Regions from separate parts of the Zea mays genome. Here all the other regions are linked to region 3. The links are chromatin contacts, called in public Hi-C maps. All regions are on one chromosome and are shown on one strand. The core of a region is the stretch at or near the end of the contact, and the rest is flanking DNA. Distances in the headings are between cores, read along the strand shown. Region 1 holds the start of LOC542519 (Peptidyl-prolyl cis-trans isomerase FKBP12). Region 2 holds the start of LOC100273763. Region 3 has its middle 15 kb from the start of LOC100381340.

Region 1 (2,700 bases), core at 95-2,594, 230 kb before region 3:
TCAAGAGATAGAGTGCCTTCAAAGTTGCAGTAGTAATAAAATGCTAGAAGAGCCAGTAAAGCAAACACATTCAGACTAATTCGACGTCTGAGGGGCATACCTGGATACGAGCAACTTCACCCACTTGCATGGTCATAACTCCCTCGTCCCATCCTATAGGAAACAGAGCAATTAGCACAACAGTAATTGGAACTGCTGTCTGCTTATTTGGCTAATATACCATAGTTTTGTTTGCAGGCCTGTGGAGTTTTGGCATGCAACATGAAACTGGGCTGACCCTGAACAGTATTTGCTCACTTTTGGAAAAGTCTAAAATGCTCTAGGCTTCATCTGGGTTAATGTGTCACGGAAAGCATGACTGGCAGTTTAAAACCATGGGTAAAAGAGAATAATATAAAGCAAACAATGCAAATTTGGAGCTCTACCAGAAACAAAACATCATGATAAGTAAAGCTCATGCCGCATCTATAAATAAGATCAACAGACCCTTGCTAAATCGCAAAGCAAGTAATTCACGTGAATACAACCAACAGGCAAAGTTTTTAGGTTTCGACATGAACTGATTATCTGTGGCAGGATTACCTTTGATCACTGAACCCTGACCAATGCTGAAACTGAATGGCTGCTGCCCAGGGTCCTTGGTGCTGAAAGACACAGCAACAGAACACAGTGACTGACAGGAAAAGAACTACTTCCAGTGTACACGTGCCTATTCCACTGATGCGCTACACTTCGGTGTAGATCAAGAGAACAGATTGATTGTTTACCTCCAAAATTTCTTGGACAGATCACGATCCTTCCCTGAAAACAAACCCAGAGCAGCAAGCAAAAGTTAGCGAACGACTACTGCAGATCAGATGGTGTTAGTCATATAATACAAAATGGAAGATAAACGAATTATGCATTGCACAAGGTCCGCTTGCAACTCTGGATCAGATCGATCTCAATCTTACGACTGAACATCGCATCCCAAGCATCAAAGCCGACGAAAAAGGAGTCGCCGCTTATACATCGAGGCTACTGCACGAATGGATCTGAAAGCATCTAACTCTAAACCCTAAAAAGTGATTCAGATCCAAGAACAACGTAGTAAGTAAACCAGAGGTTTATGGGGGTGAAGGGAAGAAGCGAACCGTAGCCGGTGCAGTGAACGGTGACCTTCTGGCCCTTTATCGGCTTGGGGCCGGTGCCGGATCTCAGGATCTGCTTCTCGAAGCCCATCCTTCTCTTCAGTTCTCACTATCTTGTCTCCTGGAGTTGACGTCTTTCTTTGGGCGGCGGCGGCGTCTGTGTTGCGAGTTGCGACTGGAGCCCGCCCGCTGGTGGTGGCCTAGTGTCGGATAGTGCGTGGCCACTGGCCAGTGGGGCGATATTTGTCCCCGCGGCATCTATGTGCAGCAAGGTGCCCAATGTCTTTTTTCCTCTGCCGTCCGATGGACATTTTTGCACGCAGCCAGATGATCGCTTTCTATGTTATTGCTACGTGTGTCTGGGATGAGCATGACACATAATTGATCGAATCTTATATTTCTTTGGGGTCTGCAAAAAGATTGCTCGGAAGACAAACATGTTAGGATTCTGTTACCCTTGTGTCCCATCAACATACTGTTCCGCGCTTGTATGAGTCTTGTTAATTTGCATGCCTCGTGCATAATCTCTCACCGCATCGTACTGCTACCGAAGTGGTAGAGATCAAATTTTCAAAGCTGTTTTTGTTGTTCATCGAGTGAACAAACTGTTGTTCTTGTTGTGACCTCTATTGCCTGTGCCTGTTCGGCTGTTCCTCTGAACGCTTCCCATCTTGCCGCCGACATCTCCTTCCATGTTGTAGTTTAGAGTGATCTCTGTTTTGTTGCCTTCAGCACAAAACATCATACCATTTTTAATGTTTTTAGATTGTTGAATTATTGCATATATTCCATTTAAATAAGGTTTAACTATGTGATATATAGATACGATACCAACACATGGGCACATAACTATTGATGAATAAGATATCAACAAGAGAGATCAAAGTCGGCTTAGCAGAGGAGGCAAAGGAGTACCTTCGAACAATCCTCGTTGCTGTTTTTTGTCTCCTTTCCGTCCTGCCTCCGCCATGTATTTATAATAATATTATATATATTTATATCGTCAATATAATAACAGTGTTACGGTGATATTTTGTCACATGGATTTTGCATATTATAGTGATACTTGTCGTTTCGTATATATGTTTCATACTATTTTTTACTTTCGTGGCAACGCACTAGCACATATCTAGTGAATATAGAAAACTAAAAAAAGACATAGCGACACAATATCCCACTCCCTCGCAAGTACAAACAGACCAATTTTCCACAGGAAAAGCAATTTAGAATAAAAGAAGTTTGAAAGTCGCCTAGAGGGGGGGTGAATAGGGCGAAACTGAAAATCTCAAAAATAATCACAACTATAAGCCGGGTTAGCGTTAGAAATATAATAGAGTCCGCGAGAGAGGGCGCAAAACAAATCGCAAGCGAATAATGAAGTGAGACACGCGGATTTGTTTTACCGAGGTTCGGTTCTCTCAAACCTACTCCCCGTTGAGGAGGCCACAAAGGCCGGGTCTCTTTCAACCCTTCCCTCTCTCAAACGGTCCCTCGGACCGAGTGAGCTTCTCTTTCTCAAGTCACTTGGGAATCAAACTTCCCGCAATGACCACCACACGATTGGTGTCTC
Region 2 (2,700 bases), core at 86-2,585, 240 kb before region 3:
AAACAAATATGATTTAACGTTATCGTTTATCCATTACGTTACAAATTTTTGAACCAAACGGTACCTTAGGTCATGACTCCTCCGACCACGCCGTTCGGAAAAGGTACCGACACGCGGCCCCCGCAGCCATGTGACCGCTCCTCCCCACGGCTCCCCATGCGCCGCCCCAGACACAGAACACGGGAGGCCCACGCGATGTACCGTCCTCGATGCCCGCCACGTGTAGCCCCGCCGGATCGAACGGACCAGCGTGCGCTGCGGGAGAGGGCAGGAGGCAAGCGTTCGGCCGGCCGGTCCAAACTCCATCTAGTCCACCCCACTCCACTCGGTCATTCTCCTCCACAGTAGCACAGCTAGCTCTTGCCCACCACCGCCACGGGCCCACGACGTCCCAACCCGGTCACCACTAACGTTTCGACCGTTACGGGAGGGCCCCTGTTCCCCCGACGTTGCCGCGCGCGCCCTGACGTCGTCAACGCTGCTCCGCTCGGTCGGTGAACGCAGCTGATTCCGAGCGACTCTCCACATGGGTCTGTTTGGTTTAGCTTTTTTCTGACCAACTTTTCTGAAAATCCGGCTGTGGAGAGAATCTGGCTGTGGGGAGAATCTAAGTATTATTACGATTACGTGTAGAGGAAGATAAAGTTGTTTATAGGGCTCAGGATCTAGAAAGTAACGAATTCCTACTATTACAACGACTCAACCGATTATATGTTTATGTTGATTTTGGATGGTTTTTGCCCCCAACGAATTTTATAGAAGCTGTCTGAAAAACTGAGCGTTTGGCAGTCCGCAGTAGCTTTTGGTGGCCAGAAGCTGCCAGAAGCCGAAACAAACAGGGCTATTGTGGCCTACGGCGAGGCTCAACGGAAAGAAAGGAAACCGTCGGCCAAAAGAGAATGGGCCAGCTATCGTTGGGGCGCTTTTTCGCATATAGGCCCCTCTTTGCTCAGGATAAATGCTATTGCTTGCATAACTTGGGGACGGTTACTGCACCTAATCACCTATGCACCGTATATATATAATATACGGAGTAATAAAAGATAGTAAAATTACCGCGTGTTAAACTGGCAGCGTTGTTCTCCAATCAATTGTTTGATATGCGCCTATTTTGTTCGAAGAGAAGGAACAATGCATTTCTATGATATACTATATGATACCGTACGGTAATACCGGGCCAACAGAGGGCCTAACTGCAAAAGTTTCGCCCGTCCCTTTCCTGTTTATTCGAAGGCAGTGGGGTTTTAGTATTTTTTCTAGTTACGCCCATGAGCTAATAAACTCGTACTTGTCCCTTTCCTCCTGCTCGGCTCCGCCTTCCCCACTCGTCCACTCCCCGTACACTCCATCGCGCTCGACGCTCCCGTCGCTGTCGGCCACCGCGCTGCGCTGCGCTGCTCGCAGAGTTCGTCCCGACGCTCGTCCGAAGAAATTCAAATCCGGGGCGCTCGCGTCACTCCCAGCGACAAATCCGCGCGTAGATTCGGCTCCCAAGTAAGCATTTCTCCCTGCACGATTCAGCCGACTCCCATCCCCCCCCCCCCCCCCCCCCCCCCCCCCCGAAATTCCTCCCGTGTTCAAATCTGCGGCTGCGGGAAAATTTTTCGAGGGGTTTTCGGGTCTGGGAATCACCCGCATTTGGTGCGGCTGGCTCGGGATTTTTTCTGATTTTTGCTCGATTTTGTTCTCTTCGTCCGTTTCAGTTGGAACCCGCATGCGCTGGCCATGTTCACGGAGGGGCTAGATCGCGACGCCCTCAAGTGGGTGCGAGAGGTGAGTGAGCTCGCCGCGCCGCCGGCCCTAGCTGAGTTCAGCTGCTGCGGCTTCGGGTTCCCGTTCTCTGATGCGTGTTTTTTTGTGTGTCCCTGGTGGTGGTTGTTGGTGGAATGCGTCTGCAGGGCCAGGGAGCGGCGGCGCTGCATAGCCACGACCGGATGGACGCGCTGCGTGCCGTGCGCGGAGCGGCCGGCCGCGGCGGGCTTGGCATGCCGACGCCGGAGAAGTTTCGGAGCGGCCACATGCCGCGCGGCGCGACGGTGCCGCTGTCACGCTCCTCGCTGCGCAGCGACGACGGCACCGCCGCCTCGGGATCCGACATGGACGAGTCGTCGGACAACGATGAGATCGAGGTCTGCAGCGGCAGGTACTCGGTCGACTCGTCACCCCGCCGCGACGACGTGACCCGACGAACGGCCGTTCCCCTCTACCGCTACGCCACCATGCCTGGGCAGCAGAGCTACTACTCCACTGATGATGGCTACTCGGACTTGAGCTCTTCGCGTGACACGGCACTGCCAAGAGCTAAGGCACAGCCGTTGGGACGGCCGCAGGCACGGGTCGTTGAGTATGCTGATGAGGAGTACTCCGTATCTCCAGGCACCTCCGAATTTTCTAGCCAGGTGGAAGGGCAGAGCAATGGTGTGACCTCCAAGGGTGGGTATGTATCAGAGTACTCCCATACTGGTCCAGCCCGAAGAGAAGCAAACAATTTGGGTCCTAAGAATCGTGCAGCAGCTCCAGCGAGGATGCGATACCAACATGACAGCCATTCTGCTCATGTCCCCGCTCGAGAGGATGTGAAATCAACACGTAAATTGGTTAGTTTTCTTTGTTTATTTACAAAGATTTTTCATTCATCTACCCCACTCTTTTTCTATGTGATAGCACCATCTGTAAGTTCCATTTTGTTTCAAGTTGGGG
Region 3 (2,700 bases), core at 133-2,632:
TGTAAAATTGAATTCGCCAACACGTTCTAAATTTGTATTTCACCTTTCTGACTTCGCTCTCCTTTTCCATGCGTACTAAAATGACTAACTCCAACCAGCAACATAGTTTATTCATTTTTGTCCTACACAAAACTTTCGCCGAGCACGTAGATCGCATTAAAGCAGAGTCGTGAGGGACGGTGAAGCATGTCTAGGGCGACAAAGAAAGAGTGCTCGAGGGCGCGGCAGTGCAGCGGGTCCACGCCGCCGGCGCCAACATCGCCGGAGGGCCCATTCTATAATCCAGGTAACCTTGCCTGCAGTCCTGCACCTGCACGGGTCAAAGTAAAATCCGCCATGCCGCTGTAGTAGCATACGATTGGTAATTGCGAGTTCGATCAGACTTGAGAGCAAAGAAGGCTTCAGAAACAGCACTGGGAGACGGCTTAACCATCTTATCGTCCATTGCAGAGATTTGGAGTACTGCGACTATGACGAATAGATGGGTGAAGGCATACGTCGTCGGCGAATAGAAATCAGATGTTCAGCCTACAGACGCTCCAAAGTGTTGGTGAGGTACCAGTGCCACTCTCCGTCATGTCGTGGGTGGGGCCGGGGCTGCTGCTAGAGAGCAGCGGTGCAGATCGAGGCAGTGGGCCGAGAGCCGGCGAGATACCATCTCCTGTTGGTTGCTATTGACACTCCTGCTGTCCTGGCAAAGCGATTCTCAGTCGCCGTGAACCGCGCCGCCCCATCGCCCACCCACGTCGTCGTCCCACACCCAGTCTCATCAGCCCGTGCCTCTCCCATCCCCAAGGGCACAGATGTTAGTTGCTGTGTTACTGTGTACGATACGCAGTTCAGTGGTACTGCTTCGCTCCTGTGCTGTGCGCCTCCCCCACCACCACCTTTCGAGTCGTGGTTCCATCACTGTCACGAGAGGTGGTTGGAGCAAATCCCGAGGTGCAAAATGAGGTCGATCTCACAACGGAACTGTTCTTTGGTACGTAGTCTCCGGGATTTAAGGCCTCCTTTATGGAGCGAGCATGCGTGTCGGCCTGACGTACCCCCGCACAAACGTTGCCCAACCCAAACCCTGGTTCCCTTCCCTGCTGGAGATCCGAGAGGGAGATAACTCCAACAGTCCAACTGATCGAACGCAGTCAGATACGTAGAGCACAGGAGATCCGAGCGCCCCTTGCCTTCCCAGCTTCCCTGCTGGCTGCTGGTCTCCGGACCCACAAAGCCGCCCACAGCGTCGTCGTCTTCCCCCGGCCAGTGGCTCGCTGGTCGCTGCCCGCCTGACGAGCGGAGTGACGACTGCTGCGGTTTGGCACGTACAGTACGAGGGTCACTCGTCGCCCGCGCTGTCCCTGCTCCGTGGATCCGGCTCAGGATCACTGCTCTGCCCGTGAGTTCGCCTAGCCGTCTGCTCAGCCCAGCTGCACAGTGCTCTACGTTGTACAGTTGTCTTCTTGTACTCGGTTACCCGCCAGAGAAACGTGTGCGTTGATCGCGACAGCTAGCTGCGCCCCGACCCGACGGGTCCGCAGCCTTCTTCTACGGACTGATCGGTCGTCTCGTCGGTGCCCCGTTCCGGCCGTAATTACTGCGCCCGTGTCAGTGTCGGTGTCGCGGAACGTACTGGTACTGGTAGGCCGCCGAAGGGTGGTTCTCGTAGCCTTTCAGCCTGCCGAGGCCTAGCGTTTCTACTTGTGGTAGCCCTACGTTACATGCTGGGTGTACTTCGTGAACAGTGGGGATCCCCATGCTTCCAGACAAAACAATTCTATGGGAGATAATATAAGTTTTAGCCGGATCAGTGCTAGAAGAAGAAGAAGAGCTGAGAGAAAGGCTGCGTCGCGCCAGGGACTAATCTGTAGTAGTTGGCCCTCTGCCGTGCAAAAAGTGTGTGGACGGGACGACGGGGACGTTTGCGTGCGGTCGCCGGTCGCCAGACGATGTTCGCCTGTTGAGTGCATCTTCGGTGGAGTGGACTGAACAGGCTTTGAGCAGATTAAAAAAAATATATGTTTGGTTGGGCTATAGATGTAAAAACAAATCGTTAAGCTGAAAGTTATAAAAAGTTAAAAAATCATTCGGTGGAAGTCACTAAAAATTCTTCCATGTTTATTTGCACAGTTATATCTGAAAGCCACTAAAAACATATTTAGATGTGCTTTCAATTTTATAATGATGAAAACTGGGTTTTGAAAAAAAAATTGTTTCCTGAATTCATCTCTTTGGTTTAGCTTTTAGCTTTTTGGAAGATAAAAATCAAAACCAAAAGCCAGACCAGACAAATCGCAAGTCAGTTAAAATTTAATAGAAGAAAATTTAGTCTCTCTTAATTTCCTCTCATCTCTATGAAACGGAACTAACGAGTTTGATATGAGTATGAGCACAGGTCCATTTGAAGGCAATTTGAAGGCACTAAATCCTAAAGAGCTAAAATAGAGGCTATAAAGTACAACTTTGGGTTAAAGGGTGAAACCATGAGGTTTGGGTACTCACATAAGTTTCATATGCCTAATACTATGTCTCTAGCACTTTTGTTTGATATCTAACACAATTCTGTGAGAAAAAGTCCTTTTAGGACTTAGTTCGAGCCATAATGCAAATCCTGGTGAAACTATGGTGCAAAGGTGAGTTCTCTACACATAATTAATTGGATTATGTACTAACTATGTTTTTCTAAGTGTTGGAAAGGCTCACAAGAAA

What was found. A called contact is a pair of places that touch in the nucleus more often than the background predicts.
Region 1: a contact with region 3 is called in a Hi-C map of tassel, with 4 times the contacts expected there. The contact joins the promoter of LOC542519 here to the enhancer-like site in region 3. A contact is called at or near these places in 2 of 25 Hi-C or Micro-C datasets (ear and tassel).
Region 2: a Hi-C map of leaf shows a contact between it and region 3, with 2.5 times the contacts expected there. The contact joins the promoter of LOC100273763 here to the enhancer-like site in region 3.

What each region holds. Positions count from the first base shown.
Region 1 is chr5:217,597,059-217,599,758 of Zm-B73-REFERENCE-NAM-5.0, forward strand. It overlaps LOC542519 (Peptidyl-prolyl cis-trans isomerase FKBP12), which reads right to left and starts at 1,345. Exons shown (of 5, transcript NM_001112067.2): 1 at 1,134-1,345; 2 at 768-801; 3 at 583-644; 4 at 101-153. The coding sequence starts at 1,221.
Region 2 is chr5:217,579,823-217,582,522 of Zm-B73-REFERENCE-NAM-5.0, forward strand. It overlaps LOC100273763, which reads left to right and starts at 1,336. Exons shown (of 23, transcript NM_001360436.1): 1 at 1,336-1,494; 2 at 1,704-1,773; 3 at 1,899-2,597. The coding sequence starts at 1,726. It overlaps LOC103627772 (a long non-coding RNA gene), which reads left to right. Exons shown (of 4, transcript XR_002262548.3): 4 at 1-45.
Region 3 is chr5:217,823,114-217,825,813 of Zm-B73-REFERENCE-NAM-5.0, forward strand. No RefSeq gene overlaps it. Among protein-coding and RNA genes, the nearest start is that of LOC100381340, 15 kb to the left of the region's middle. Within about 2 kb of position 1,383, at least 20 of the 20 cell types and tissues checked have an H3K27ac peak or open chromatin away from gene starts, as enhancers often do. A contact at or near this core is called in ear, leaf and tassel, where this site is marked.